2 separate regions of the Capsicum annuum genome follow, and region 2 is linked to region 1. A link is a contact called in public Hi-C data. All regions are on one chromosome and are shown on one strand. The core of a region is the stretch at or near the end of the contact, and the rest is flanking DNA. Distances in the headings are between cores, read along the strand shown. Region 1 holds the start of LOC107848414 (DNA damage-repair/toleration protein DRT100). Region 2 has its middle 100 kb from the start of LOC124889200.

What was found. Hi-C and Micro-C count contacts between places; a contact is called where the count stands out from the background.
Region 2: a Hi-C map of leaf shows a contact between it and region 1, with 2.4 times the contacts expected there. The contact joins the enhancer-like site here to the promoter of LOC107848414 in region 1. A contact is called at or near these places in 2 of 5 Hi-C or Micro-C datasets (leaf and placenta).

The regions. Positions count from the first base shown.
Region 1 is chr11:147,355,723-147,363,626 of UCD10Xv1.1, forward strand. It overlaps LOC107848414 (DNA damage-repair/toleration protein DRT100), which reads right to left and starts at 4,290. Exons shown (of 1, transcript XM_016693179.2): 1 at 2,923-4,290. The coding sequence starts at 4,199. The coding sequence ends at 3,108.
Region 2 is chr11:147,750,735-147,758,638 of UCD10Xv1.1, forward strand. No RefSeq gene overlaps it. Among protein-coding and RNA genes, the nearest start is that of LOC124889200, 100 kb to the right of the region's middle. Within about 2 kb of position 2,682, at least 4 of the 5 cell types and tissues checked have an H3K27ac peak or open chromatin away from gene starts, as enhancers often do. A contact at or near this core is called in leaf, where this site is marked.

The DNA of each region.
Region 1 (7,904 bases), core at 3,040-5,539:
AGGGTTTTTGTCTTAATTTTCTTACCAAAATTATGTTTTACTTTTCTTGAAAGAAAAATAAAAGTAATACCATAATTATTTTTTCTTTCCTGAAAGAAAAATATAAAATATTTTTATATTTGGCAAACCTATTTCTTGGAGGAAAGATTTTGAAACTTTATAAATAGAAGACCCTCCGTTCTCATACCATAACACAATAACACACACAATGTAGTCGTTATTAGTCTTGTTTAGGAGAATATTTTTTTCAAATAATTTTTTTAATGTTTTTTTATAATAGTTTTCAATATATTAGTCGTTTGACCAAATCCTATCAATAATATGTTTTTTAGTATATTTGGCTTTGTCGTCTGAATTATCACCACAATAATTTGCAACTAATAATTTCTGCATGACGTCCTCTCGATTTTGAACCTAATACGTTTTACCAGTCTTTCATTAGTTGAAAATTCCACTAATCAATTAACCTACATTTTAGAGGTTTTCCAGGACAACGAGAATCCAAGTGGTTCTGATCCTTAAATCATACATAGTAAATTTTTTTAATACATTTTGTGTTTTCACAATTTAAATGTTACAAATAGAGCTGTTAATATGGGCTGAACTAGCCCATTCAGGCTAATCCACATGGGCTTTGAAATTTGACGGGTCAGGTTGGGATGACCCATTAACATGACGGGCTAGAAAATAGCAAGTCCAACCTATCAGATTGTGGACTGTGGGCCTCCACCGGTCAGCCCACTTTTTAAAATATATGACTTTTATAATTTTAATTTTAAATTTTAATTTGTTAAAAACATAAATATTTACAACATAATGTTACATGAAGTTACTACTTGTTAATCATGTCTCAAATTTACAAAAAAAGAAAAACTAGTATTCTGTGAAATTAATAACTTTTGACACAAAATTAAACCCAAAATAGAGATGTTGAAAAACAAACGAAACTGTTAATGAGTAATAAGATAACTAGCTAAATAGCAATATTAACCTAATTTGGTTTTAATTGATCACAATAAAACACAAAGAAATGTTAATATTTAGTCCATTAAAAGTGAAAATAAACTCCTAAAAAAAAAAACTCACATGACATTTGTAGCGTGTTCAACATAGCCACATCATCTTCATCAAACATATTTAATTTCTTAAAAAAATTAGTACTTTATATTTTAATTATTTATATATTTTATAAACATATTTAATATTTAAATATTGATGATGGTTCAAATAGACTTTGAGTTTGAACTTTTTTTTTTATTTTTAGTACTCTATTCTATTTTTTAATCATTTTTTATTTGGCTCACGAGCCAACCCAACCCATATTGCTCAAGCCTCACGGGCTTATACTGACCGGACTAAAAAGCTCCGTTCTTAAACGGACTGTAAAAATCGTAGCCCAATCCTGACAATTTACGGGCTGAGCCGATCCAATGAGCCTAGCTATATTGACGACTCTAGTTACAAAAATAAATTAAATTGCACTTTCTTTCGCTCCTTTAATGACATATCTTTTACGAAGATATAAACATAAAAGAAATTAATTATATACACTAATAGTGTAATTTAACTTGTTATACAATATAAAGTGTGTTTGGTATGGAGGAAAATAGTTTTTGAAAAATGTTTTTTAGTTTTCTCATGTTTGGCTGGTTTAATGTTCCGAAAAATGTTTTTCAAATTAACTTATTTTCTTTAAATTTTAAAAAAATGACTTTCCTTCAAAAGTAAGTTAAATATTTTTCAAAATCCTCTTTCAACGTTACTCTCAAATTGAAATGTTCATACAACTCTCAAAATCACTCACCTTTACTCCGACCCCCAATTCCCCACCACCCTTTAATTCAAGAAAAATATTTAATGTTCTTAAAAGATATTTCAAAATTTTTTCTTACCTTATCCGCTACCCCGATCACCACCCCCTATCACCCCACCTCCAAAAAAAATATTTAATTTTTTTTTAAAAAAATTAAACTTTTTTCATACCCCACCTCTACCCGACCCCTCCACCCTTACCAGCCCACCGCCACCACCATGATAAAAAAAAATTAAAACTTATTTTTTTAACATAAATCAATTTTTTCTTACCCCACCATCATTTCCCTACTTTGACCCTCACCTCCTACTAGTTGTCCCTTTTTCCTAAAAAAAAATAAATATATTTTTATTTTTTTTAAAAAAATCAAAATTATTTTCTTATCCTACCCCTACTGCCTATTCTGACAACCTCCCACTTACCAGCCCCCTTCCGTCCAAAAAAAATTTTAAATTTTTTTTTTCTTATCCTACTCTTCTTACTCTATTCGTTCTCATGTTTTTTGTTATATATATACAAACACATTTAGAAAATACTTTTTTACCTGCATAACGAACACAAGAATATAAATAAGAAACAACTTATTTTCTTAAAAAAATATTTTTCTCCTTCATACTGAACACATCCTAAAAAAATATTTTTCGAGATCAAAAATTATTTTTTTTAAAAGTATTTTTCACTCTTAAGCTAAACACTAAATATAGTTTTTGAAAAGTACTTGTTCATCCATCAACTAAACATTAAAAAATAATTTTAAAAAAATATTTTTTATTTACCAATCAAACATAAAAAATTTTCGTGAAAAGTATTTTTCTTCGTACCAAACACACCCAATGTCTGTCCATTTTTCCAGTAACTAATTGTACTTGCTATAATCAATTACGAGTAGTTATTTTGTAGCTAGGTGACCATAAAACAAAACAAAAAACACTAGCATTTTTGGCTAAAGTTCCGTTTATTAAATTTTCATCATAAAAGTAGTTACTCCGAACAAAAAAATAAAAATAATATATATATATATATATATATATATAAAAGAAAGCCTTTATATATCCCAAGGCACAATTGTACAATCACTCTTTACTCTTGAGTGATTATATATATATCTATATATAAAAGAAAGCTTTTATAAATCCCAAGGCACAATTATACATTTAAAATTACATCTCTGCTAAACACTCTTTACTCGAGTATCACATAATACAAGCATACTCACCATATATAGTGTTAAAATTATATCTCAAAAAACAAATAAGAAGAGAAAATTAAGTGTCCCTAATCGTAGCAGTTACAATTAATGACAAGGTTTAAGGGGCTTCCCACAGAGGCAATCATTATAAGTAAAAGATGAAGCTTCAAGATGGTCGAACGGAGAACCTGCCGGAATCTGCCCACATAGGTGGTTGTGACTAACATCAAGGTGACCAATAAATGTTGCCGACGACATTGATTTTGGAATCCTTCCTTTTAACTTGTTGTGAGATAAATCCATTACCATAAAGTAGGATCTTTCATTAAATGAATCAGGAATGTACCCTTCAATAGCATTCTTGCTCAAGTTCAAAATGTTGATACGAGAATTAATCAGACTAGGTGGTATAGTACCAGAAATATTGTTACCATCAAGATTTAATGTTGCAAGTACGTGCATATTTCCGAGAGATGGAGGTATGCTACCAGAGAGCTTGTTCAAAGAAAGATCCAAATCAGAAAGCCTATAGATATAAGAAATGGAGTATGGTATACGACCTGTTAACCTGTTTCGACTTAGTAAAGCTCGACTTAGCATCCTTAATTTCCCGAAATTTGTTGGTAACGTTCCGTATAAGCTGTTGTTTCGGAGATCTAAATGCATTAAAGATGATAAATTGGTTAAGGAACGAGGGAACCAACCAGAAAGTCTGTTCTCGGCTACGTTTAACACGGTGAGTCGACTCAATCGACCTATGTCAGAGGGGATTGGTCCGGTGAGCTTGTTCCCAACCAGGTCGATGATACGTAGAAATGGTAAGGACGTGACACATGATGGTATAGGTCCAGTAATGCCCTGCCAATCAGCAATAGTAAGGCTTGATAGCCTTTCTAGATTACATATAGCTGGAGAGATCGTTCCGGTCATGTAACCGGTCCGATGAGCTTTTTCAAAGAGCGGATCCTCTGATTCTCCTCGGAGGTTGATGTCAGCGACCTTGTGAGTTATGGGATCACAACTCACCCCGTACCATTCATGGCAACAGTCGTAACCTTGCCATGAATTGAAAATTCCCAAGTGAGGTTCATTCAGGGCAGCTCGGAAAGCTAATAATGCTGCCCGATCAGATGGCGGGCAGGCATGAACGGCTGAGATTATGCCAACAAGTATAGCAATGTACAAGAAGCTGCCCATTCTGACGGATTTTTGTTTCTCTCTCTAAAATTCAGTCACTCTCTTTTTGAAGATAGTTTTGCATGTGGATTCTAACTTCATGCACTTTGAAAAGAGTGACACCAGGCTTTATATAGTACATACAGTAAAGAGTTCCTTTGTTCTGACGATTTTGCCCCTCACGTGTGGTGTATCATTTTGCGTTAACAAGTCAACATGCGTAGGGATAAAGATTGAGACGTGAGCCAAAATAAAATAAAAAATAAAATGGGAATTATTAATTAGGTGAAGGTGTTGAGAAATGGCTAGGTGTTGCACCACGTGGCCAGTAATCATTCAAGTTCCTGGAAATGAAAAAATTGAAGAACAAAAATATTAGAGCTTGAAAAAGAACAGTTTCCACTAAAATCAATACTTGTGTTAGTTCGATATATCAAACAATGAAAATATGAATAATTACAGAGATAAGAGAAGATGTTTTTTTCCTTTTTTTGGAAGTGTGCTCGAAGTGTACGAGCTAAGCATATCTTTCATCAAAAAAGTTTAATTGTAAACTAGCCTCAAACATAACACTAATCCTTGAAAATGTAGAAAAGATTATGGAGTGTGAGAGATATAATGGAGTGACAACGCCCAAGCACAAACGCAAGTGTACGTGATCTGAAGATGTTTTTTTCCTTTTTTGGAAGTGTGCTCGAAGTGTCTACGAGCTAAGCATATCTTTCATCAAAAAAGTTTAATTGTAAACTAGCCTCAAACATAACACTAATCCTTGAAAATGTAGAAAAGATTATGGAGTGTGAGAGATATAATGTAGTGACAGCGCCCAAGCACAAACGCAAGTGTACGTGGTCTACCAAGTAATATAGTGGCCTTAAAGAAAGCTGAATATCGATCCCACTGAAACTTGTTCTAACAACTATTCGAATTCAGTTCACAATTTAGATTAAATTGATGCGATAGTATCCAAAAGAGAGTTTTGAATATTTGTAAACTAAGGTAAAGTAAACAATGCATAAAATAAAGGTCTTGAGACAATCAATAGGAGAAAAACCCAAGGTTAACTCACTTCGAACAATCATACTATGTTATTGAACTTTATCCGTTAACTTGCTTATCTTGGTTGTTGATTCGTTGGGTTAGTCGCCATGATCACGGTATCCCGACCTCTAATCGTTTACCTAACTTGGACATTACAAATACACAATTGAGCGGGGATGTAATAATCCAATTAAGTTCTTAAAGCTATCATCCTACATGTGAATCAAGTAAGGCTTCTAGGTACATCTCTGTCCTAGATGCTAATTCGAATTCATTATTTCATAAAAGAATACGAACCCTACTTTGTTTATCCCCACGTTCTATCTTTCTATTCCCTCTCCTGAGATCACAAGGTTGGCAATTGATGTATTCTAAGGGTGATCAATCCTCAAAATAGTTAAATCAAGAATAAACAAACAACCAATAATGACAAGCAAATCAAATAAAATCAATTCAAAATAACAGTCTTCATGTTCTTAGCTTTAAACCCGGAAAAGGAGTGCTTTGCCACTCATAGTCATAATCATTATCCAAATAATTGTATGAATGATAAAAAACATAAAGATGCTAAATTAAAGTAATTAAAACCTAAAAACAAAGTTGCAGAAGCCCTTTAATTGTCCAAGACGTCCAAAAGATACCCAACAAAAGTGTTTAAGGTCATGTATTTATAGTAAAAAGGCAATTGCTGTATGGGATTAAGGAGGCGTCGCTCGTTCTAGAGCATAGGAATAGAGGTGACGTCGCTTGCTATATTGCATCGCTCCACATAAGGCTTAGCCTGCCTTAGAGCACCGCTATAGAGGGGGCTGTACCTGCTATATTGCACCTCAATGGCTGGGGCGACGCATGCTTATCGCGGGCAGCCATTGGAATTTGCCATCCAAATTTTGGTTGACTCTTCATCGTTTAATCTTTCATCCCTTATCTTGTGGTGTATTTTCAATGGATTTTCAGCCTTTATATCATCAATATATCTCCATATTTATCTCACAAAGCTTCCTACATAATCACACACCACAGATTAGAGATAATAACAACATAATATCCATAACAATGAATCAAAACAAGAGCTAAGACTAGGCTAGTTCATGTTGATTTTCAACTTATTATTCCGCCTCTACACTTAATCAAATTGAACTTTGCACATCACCAACAAGTTGTTCCAAATATAATAACATATTTAAACCATTTGAAACTCATTAAACTCATTAGAATTCTATGAAACTAACTAGACACTCACCTAGCTTAAGATAGTAAAACTAGTTATCTCGATTGAACTCTAAATGACTCAATTAAGTACAACTTGTTGGAAAATAGTTTTAACCATTGTAATCATGTCCTTGAACACTTATATGCTTCTTTCTATCATAATTAACACATTAAGCACACAAGTTATCCTCAAAACAAGACTAAACAAGCTAGAATAGTAACACCAGAATGCATAAATACACCTAACATCATGGGGGCATGAATATTTACTAGCATAACAATGAGAATTATGAATATATCTAAATATATACAACATTTCATATTGTATGTCTTATTAAAAGAACACACATATATTGTAATACGCATTATTTGCTACCCATTAAAAATCTTGTCAAAAAATCCAGTAAGAAAAAACTCAGGCTAAGAAAAAAAGTATAGTGCGCCTATTTTACTCCCCTCAATGAAAACATTATTTAATCTTATATATGATGCATTTCGGCCTTCTATAAAAACTTTCTAAATATTAGTATTGTCAGTACTATCTTTATGATTATAGCATATGTCTCTTGCATATATTGATTTTTTGGCCTCAGCTAAATACATTGTTGACTATTATTTTATTCATGACTGATAAGTCATTAGTTTTGATGATTGACAAATTATATGTTGGGACTTGATTCCTGAAGAATGTATGATGACAAAGTTGCAACTACTTAGGGACCTGGTTGGGCTTACACATCACCATCACATTCAACTTTATGGCTGGACGAAAGTATAAAAGTCGGTGGGAAAGCTGCTGCATTTTTTTACCTCAGTCAATGGGATTCGTCTTAGGTTTTCTTGTCTCATATATATATTGTTCATCTTCTACAACAAGAAAACTGAGCTTCAATATACCCACAATAAATATCTCTCTTGAAGCTATTGAATCAAAGCCTCATTCACAACAGGGAACTGATAGCTCATAAAGTTGTATTCCATTTTCTTATTCTATTTGAGTCTTTGTACTGTGGTTACAAATGATGCCTGCCGTTGTTATTGTTATTACTAGGTGTTGGTGTTTTAGTTCCCAAACTTATTTTTTTCATCTAGAGTTAGGTGATATTGAAGCTAGAGTTAGCTTGTCAACTCAGTTAGAGTTAGCTGGGTGGTGGTGTAGTAGAGCTATTGCACATTTCTCTTTATAATAGAGTTATTACTAGGAGAACAAGGATTAGAAGTTTAATCCTTGAGGTCATGGAGTTTGTATTCAAGTTTGCTTGAGTATTAGTGGAGCTTTAAAAATCCTGGAGACAGGTCGTGGTTTTTCTCTCTTAAGAAAGGAGTTTCCACGTAAAATTATTGTGTCTCTCATTAACACTTTTCATGCACTTTACTGTTAAGTTTCTTGCTGTCTATGTCTATTTGGGACCAGTTCCCAAAGTTGGAGGGCAACTCATTTGAACTCTTTATTTGTTATCAGATCAAGGTCTT
Region 2 (7,904 bases), core at 1,432-3,931, 390 kb after region 1:
TCTAGAGTTATTCCAATGGTTAAGGTTCAGTAGAAGCACTGACTTGTAGATGAGCTACTTGGAAGGTCAAGTCTGATATGCGTTGTTCCTACCCCTATCTCTTTGTTGGTTCAGGTATTTCTCTTGCTTTTAGTTCGAGGACGAACTAGATTTTTAGTGGTGGATGATGTAACAACCTTATTTTTTTGATAATTTTTGTGAAATATTTATTTCTATGTGATTTGATCATTTTATCCCTCTTCATAGTTGCTTTGTGGTATTTTTGGGGCGTGGTGATTATTGAAATGGTTTTTGATGTATTTTGTCATGATTCATGTGAAATTGTAATTTTTGATGATTTTGAGAGCCTTATAGTTAACTTCGGTGAACATTTATTGATATGTGAATTTTATGGCAAAAGGGACTATGCCAGCAGATCTGGAACGTTAATTTTAGGTTGGTAACTTGGTTGAAGTGGCTTTGTGGCTTTTAAATCTCATTTCGACCCCCCCGGTTCGAAAAGTTGTGAAATTGGATTTTAGGGGTCAACTTTGTGAAAATAATATATTTTTTAAAATCTTATATAATCATGGAGTCCAGAGTGTCGAATTTGATAGGGTTATTTCGTTTGCGTTCATGCTATTTCGGATGAATCCGAGGGGTCCGCGGAGACTTGGACCCTATATATACCCATGTTTCTCTTTTTTCCTCATTTTTGAGATTTGGAGCTTAGGGTTTCACACTTCTGAGAAATTTCTTTCATTTCTAAGCTTGGGTAAGCTTCTGAACACCTATTTCAACTACTTTACTTAAATTTTATCATCTAATTCTTATGTTAACGCGAATTAAAGTAAAAAATTAGAGATTTTGGCTCAGAAGGCCTAAAACTTGTATTTCTTCAATTCAAACCCCATTTTCAACCCCTTATCAATTGAGTAGGTTTCTAATCTTATAGTTATTTGCTTTCTCTCAGTTTTATCTTCAAAACAACTTCAGATTTTTTATTTCAAGAAGGATTTTTGAGAATTTGCCGATAAAACTTAAACTTAATTTTTCTCCAATTTGAACCTCATTTTAACTCATTTTTAAATTGGGTTTTCAATTATAGACTCCTACAAATATGGAAAATATGTTTCAAAGATAAAATTATGATTTTTCCTTCTTTTTCAAAAATCCATTTTGGGGGTCCATTTTAACCTCGACTTGAAAATAGGCAATATGAGTATCGTTGACTTTCTTTTAATGCATAGATTCAATATTTTTCATGTTTTATTTAATTTCGAGTCTGTTTGGGAGGATTAAAACTTCAGAGTGAAGGCTTGCGGACTAATTTTTGACATTCGAGGTAGGTTATGACCCTTGAATTTTTGAGTCGTGACAATTTCAAAATTCAAATAAATTTTATACATCTTTCAGATATTTTAATTTGATAACTATTATGATCTATATTATTTTTCATGAAATATTTAAATAATATATCTCAATTTATGTTGCACGAATAGAATTTTGAGTCAACCAAATTTTTTATATGGCTTCAAATAATTAAACTATTAGTTATTATAATTTGTAATACTTTTTATGTGATTTTCAAATATATAACAAATTTAAAATAAAGAAAAATAATTAAATTAAAATAAAAATATAAAATTATAAAAATGCTATCAGCCATAAGTAGGCAGCTAAAATCACACATGACAATAGTCAGTTACCTCCTGTTGCACTATCATATAATGCACTATCATATAATAGTATTATGACAATAGTCAGTTACCTCCTGTTGCACTATCATATAATGCACTATCATATAATAGTATTATGGCTTCCTGCATAAAACAAGTTTTCAGTTTTGAAATCAGCTTTGCTTCCGTTTCGCAGGTATTATCTAAAGTGTTTTATCCCCAAATCTCTGGGATTCTTCACTAAGATTTTCTAGTTGACAAGTGACAAATTGAAAGAAAAGAGGATAAAATATTTCCAAAGGATTTCCAGAGAATCCTCACATAGTTAAGACAGAATTGCAACATAAGTAGATGTGTTCTCGGAGAAACACATGCGACCAAACATGGATCAAAAACACTGTACATATACATCCATAGATTAGTCGACACTAATAGGGTGTTTGAATTGAGTTTTAAAAAGCATTTTCATTCGTTTCATTTTAGTTGATTATATTTCATATAAATTGAATGACAAATTTTATTATTTTATTTATTATCTATATTAATGATATTCATTGATCATACATCAATAAATATTGAAATTGTAATTGTTCACATTTAATATATAGTAGAAAATATATTGTATATATTAGAATAAAAAGAGTAATAATAATGGAGTTGAATAATAACTATTCCTAAGAAAGAAAAGATCTCGGCGCACGTTAAGTAATGCGTGCTAACTTGCGCCCAGATGTGATGGCAAGACGACGAAAAACAGCAGCAAAGCCACCGGCGCAACCGGAAAGTTCTGAGACTTCTGGGAAAGAACAACAAGAACGAATGATAACACCTGACTCTGGTTTACCCCACACTCTTGCCCAATTAAAATTGGGGAGTTGGTTACCAGGGAAGGAAAAGATTGACACCGTGATTCCAATGCTTGATGACGAAGCCAAAATCTCAAAGGATCGACCGGAAGACGGACCAGAAAGCTCAAACGCGGTGCGAAAGCTAAGCTTTGTTACACCACCTGTGGGGTGCAACTCTGCCACAGCCAGCAAAAAAAGTTCCGATTGCAGGTAATCGATAGATCCAAAGTGGCTTACAACTCACATACATTCCCCCTATGATGAAAGATGGCCGAAAAGTGGTACAAATTAGCTCAACGGAGGTGAAAGCTGAATGTAACAAATGGAAAAATGCTCTAATAGGACATGTAATGGGGGGTAATCCACGCTTTAAGGAGATTCTTAAATTTGTGTATAGTGTGTGGAACCATGTGGAAGTACCTAGGGTTTGAAAATGCTCTAATAGGACATGTAATGGGGGGTAATCCAAGCTTTAAGGAGATGCTTAGATTTGTGTATAGTGTGTGGAACTACGTGGAAGTACCTAGGGTTTATCATCACGGTGAGGGTTATTTCATATTCATATTTGATACAGCTGAAGATAAATCCCAAATTATGCAGAATGGCCCATATACATATAATAATAGACTGATGATTCTGAGGAATTTGGAGAAGAACTTCCAATTTATGCCTGAGATGCTGCGAATTGTTCCTCTTTGGGTTACACTACCAGGTTTTCTAGTCTATTATTGGTCGGAGGAGGATTTAAGTAGAACTGCTAGCTCAATTGGGAAGCCAATATTTGGTGATTAACTGACTACAGAGGTTGAGCGTATCTCATTTGCAAGACTCCTCATAGAATTGGATGTAACTCAAGATCTACCCACAGAAATCTATCTGGAAGAGTAAGGTTCGATCCAAATTCAACAAGTAGACTATGAATGGCATCCGGTAGTATGTACTGACTGTGGGAAGTGGGACCATGAACAAGGGGCCTGCAAGAAAGAAAGGAATGAACCAAGAGAAGAACTAGAGATACACAAACATCAAGCTCCAAGAAGAAGAAGATTCATACCTATGTGGCTACCTTGAAGTACCACTACAACTGTGACTACGCTGCAAAATAATAAGGAAGGTGGTAACACTGGTAAGAGCTTTGTATAGCCTAGTGGGAGTCAGCAAATCCAAAAGGAGATAAGGTAACAAAGAGAGCTATATCAGGTGAGCAAACTGTAGCACTAAGCAGAGTTAAAGCACCTGATTTAGGTGCTTTTAATGATAATAAGTGCCTGGAACATTAGAGGGATGAATAAACCCTTTAAGAGGAAAGAACTAAAAGCCTTTCTGCAAAAGTATAAGGTAGTTATAATAGGTGTGCTGGAAACAAGAATACAGGCTCACAATGCTGATAAAATAAAGCAAGTGTTTGGCAAGGATTGGAATATATATTTACAAATTACCCTACTACATTGAGTGGTAGGATATGGCTAATGTGGAAGGGAAATAAGGTCAAGGTTACAGTGATAGATACCGCTGCACAGTTAATGCATTGCAAAGTTGAAGATATAGACACTTCCTTTCATAGCAATATGACTTTTATATATGGATATAATACTATGGCTAAAAGAATGAGTCTGTGGAGTCATCTGAAATCCTTAGCCAGGCAATATAATGAACCTTGGATTATGCTAGGGGATTTCAATGCAGTATTAATGCACTCCGACAGACACAATGGAGAGCAGGTCATAACCCAACAAACTAAAGATTTTCAAGACTGCTTATGAGATAGAGATGGGCCAAATTTTGTGAAGGGGAGAAATATGACTTGGTGTAATAAACGAGATGGAGCGGCCAGAATTTATTCACACATTGACTGGGTGTTTGGAAACAGACACTGGTTCCAGTGCTACACTTACATAGAGGTAGAATATTTTTAACCGGGATATTCTGATCACTTACCAGTATTGCTGACTACTAAAGCCCAACATTCAGATTTAATAAAGCCATTTATATTACAAAATGTAATATTGTAGCAAGAGAAGTTCAAAAGTATGGTGCAAGATGTATGGGGTACGCATATACAAGGGCATGTAATATATACAATTTGGAGGAAGCTACATATATTAGGCCAAAAATCAAAGCAATTGCATCAAGAATACTCTACTATTAAGCAGAAATTGAACAAGTTCAGAACTCAACTACAAGATGTCCAATAGGAAATGAATATCGACTTGTTCAACCAACAACTGATCACTCAAGAAAGGATGTTACTACAAGAGCTGGATAAATGGGAGGAGGTACATGAAAGAGTGCTAAAGAAAAAGTCCAGAGCCACCTGGATTAAACATGGTGATAGAAACTCCAAATATTTCTTTGCTCATTTGAAGTCAAGGCAAGCAAGAAATATAATTGCTTCAATATATACTGAGCAAGGGGTGAAGCTCTCAGACCCTGCACTAGTCCAACAAGAGTTTCTCCAATTTTTTCAGAATCTATTGGGCACAATAGCACCTACCCTGCCTTGCATTGATTTGAGAGTAGAAAGAGATGGACCCTGCCTTACAATGCTCCAATAAGAACAATTGTTAACTCACGTTACTAGGCAAGATGTAGAACAAGCTCTGAAGAACCTCCCAATGCACAAAAACCCAGTTATTGATGGTTATAATGCTTAATTCATCAAGACTTATTGGCCTGTTATAGGAGAAGAAGTGACTGCGGGAATAGTCCAATTTTTTGAAAATGGCAAACTGCTGAAAGGTGTGAACAACACTACTATCACCCTACTCCCAAAAGTTCCTTTCCCAACTTATGTCAAAGAATATAGACCACCTTATATAAACTGATTGCAAAAATAATGACAGCTAGGATCAAAACAGTGGTTGATTTTCTTGTCAGTCCTACTCAGTCTTCCTTTATTAAAGGAAGAAGCGTCCTTGATAATGTGGTGATAGCTCATGAACTTGTTAAAGGGTAAAAACATAAGGGGATCTCTGCTAGATGCACAATCAAAGTTGACATTAGGAAAACTAATGATTCCATAGAGTGGCCATTTCTTAGGATGATACTATTAGAATTTGGTCTGCCAACCAAAATGGTTAACTTGATTATGGAATGTGTCACGACTGTCCAATACAATCTGTTAATTAATGGTGGATTGACTCCATAGATCCAAGCAAAGAAGGGAGTTAGGCAAAGAGCCCCATGTCTCCTTATTTATTTGTCCTAGATATGGAATACCTTCATAGAACCTTGCAACAATTGAAGTATAATCACAGTTCAATTACCATCTAAGGTGTGAAAAGTTAGGCATTATTCATATATATTTTGCTGATGACCTGCTAATGAGATGCAGGGCTGATGAGATATCAATCAAGTTGTTGTTCAATACATTCCAACAATTCTCTGAGGTGTCAGGTCTTCATGCCAATATGGAGAAAATCTCATTATATATTGCTAGGGTGGAAGATCACTTTAGAGACAAAATATTGGTAGACTTAGGATTATCCTTGGGTACCTTGCCTTTCAAGTACCTAGGAGTGCCTTTGTAGACCAAAAAGTTGTCTGTCCTGCAGTGTATGCCAATAATAGAGAAGATGATAGCAAGAATTAAATGTTGGTCCTCAAAACTGTTATCCTACAGTGGTAGACTACAGCTGGTGAGGAGTGTTCTATTTGAAATGCAAACGTATTGGGCTAGATTTTTCTTCCTAAGAAGATCCTAACACTTGTGACCACAATGTGTAGAACTTTCCTATGGGCGGGTAGTAATGAATGCTCAAAGAAAGATTTAGTTTCTTGGGAAACAATCTATATACCCAAAACAGCAGGTGGCTTAAATGCCATTGATCTCATCAGATGGAATAGGGCAGCAGTTTGCAAACTACTATGGGCAGTGGAACAAAAACAAGACAGGCTATGGGTGCGTTGGATCCATGCTTACTATATAAAATCCGACAGTATTGATATAGTTCAAACACTAAAGCAAGCAAACTGGTTAGTTAGGAAGATACTTGAGGCTAGAAAATAGCTTGAAGGGGCAGGTACTGTACAGACCAAGCTGTAAGCATACACTGGACGTGCAGGATACAACATTAAAAAATGTTACTTAGGAATGATGCCTCAGTACCCCAAAGTTGAATGGAATAGATTAGTGTTAATTCAAGGTCAACTACCCAGGCTAAGTTTCATTTTATGGCTAGCTTTGCACAGCAGGTTAAATACTGTTGACAGACTAATGCAATGGGGAAAAACAGTGACTACAGACTGTGTTGTGCAAATGGCAGATAATGGAAACTCCTGACAATTCTTTTTTTACTGTCCTTATTCTACAAATATATGGACAGGGCTCTTAAAGTGGCTAGGCTTCAGCAGGACCATAGGAGACTGGAACCATGAAGTGGCATGGATAACAAAGAAGATCAACAATAATAAACCTCAAGCAGGACTGCTTTGATTCTGCTATGCTGCAACAGTTTACCAAATTCGGACTGAAAGAAATGCTAGAAGATTCAAAAACCAGGAAAAAGAGATCACACAAAGACTCGTGAAATAGCAATACAACTCCATATAGCAGGGCAACAACATCCTAAATGGGCACCAAAGCTACAACAAATGAATACATATCCTAGCTAGCTAATTAGTAGTATGGTTTGTACGGTTAAAGCTAGATCAAATATAATGTAAGCAACTTGAAACTGCAAAGGTAGAATATGAGTAGCCAGCCTGAGTCCAAAAAGACTGGCAGAACTGTAACTTAGCACTTTTGGTTAAATAAAAAATTCTTACTATTTGACCAAAAAAAATATAGACTATTAATTGTAGGAGTAAATAAAAAAATTAATTAATTTTATTTTGATTTAGTAAGTGATCAACCAATATAAGACATTTATTTTTAGTAAGATCATCAAATAAAATAGGACGGAGAAAACAACTTATTAAAAGCTAAAAACAAAAAGTCGTAAATTGAAAATATCCATCTTTTGTCTTTTTACTTTTTTTTTTTAAAATTTATTTATTTACATTTTCTTAATCTAAAGTGAGCTGAAAAACAATTTTTAGCTTTCTCCAACATCATTCAAATAAATATAGAACTTAAAAGTCAAAAACATTAAAAAATAAGCCAATTGAAACATCCTATAAGGATAAGTTTTGAAAATATTTTGATTTGAAAAATAAATTCCTTGAAAGTAATGAAAATGATTCTTAAAAAAAGTAAAAAAAATAGAAAAAAATTTCATAAGTAGCAAATTTAAACCCATAGTTAAGAGTTTCATAACAACTATTTCATAATTACACAAAATAACAAGTCATATTGTGTATTTAGACAAAGTTTGCTACCGAAATGCATATACAAACGGAATTTACTTCCTTTTTTAACTCAAATCAGTTGAATTAATAAGGAATAATACTTAAATTA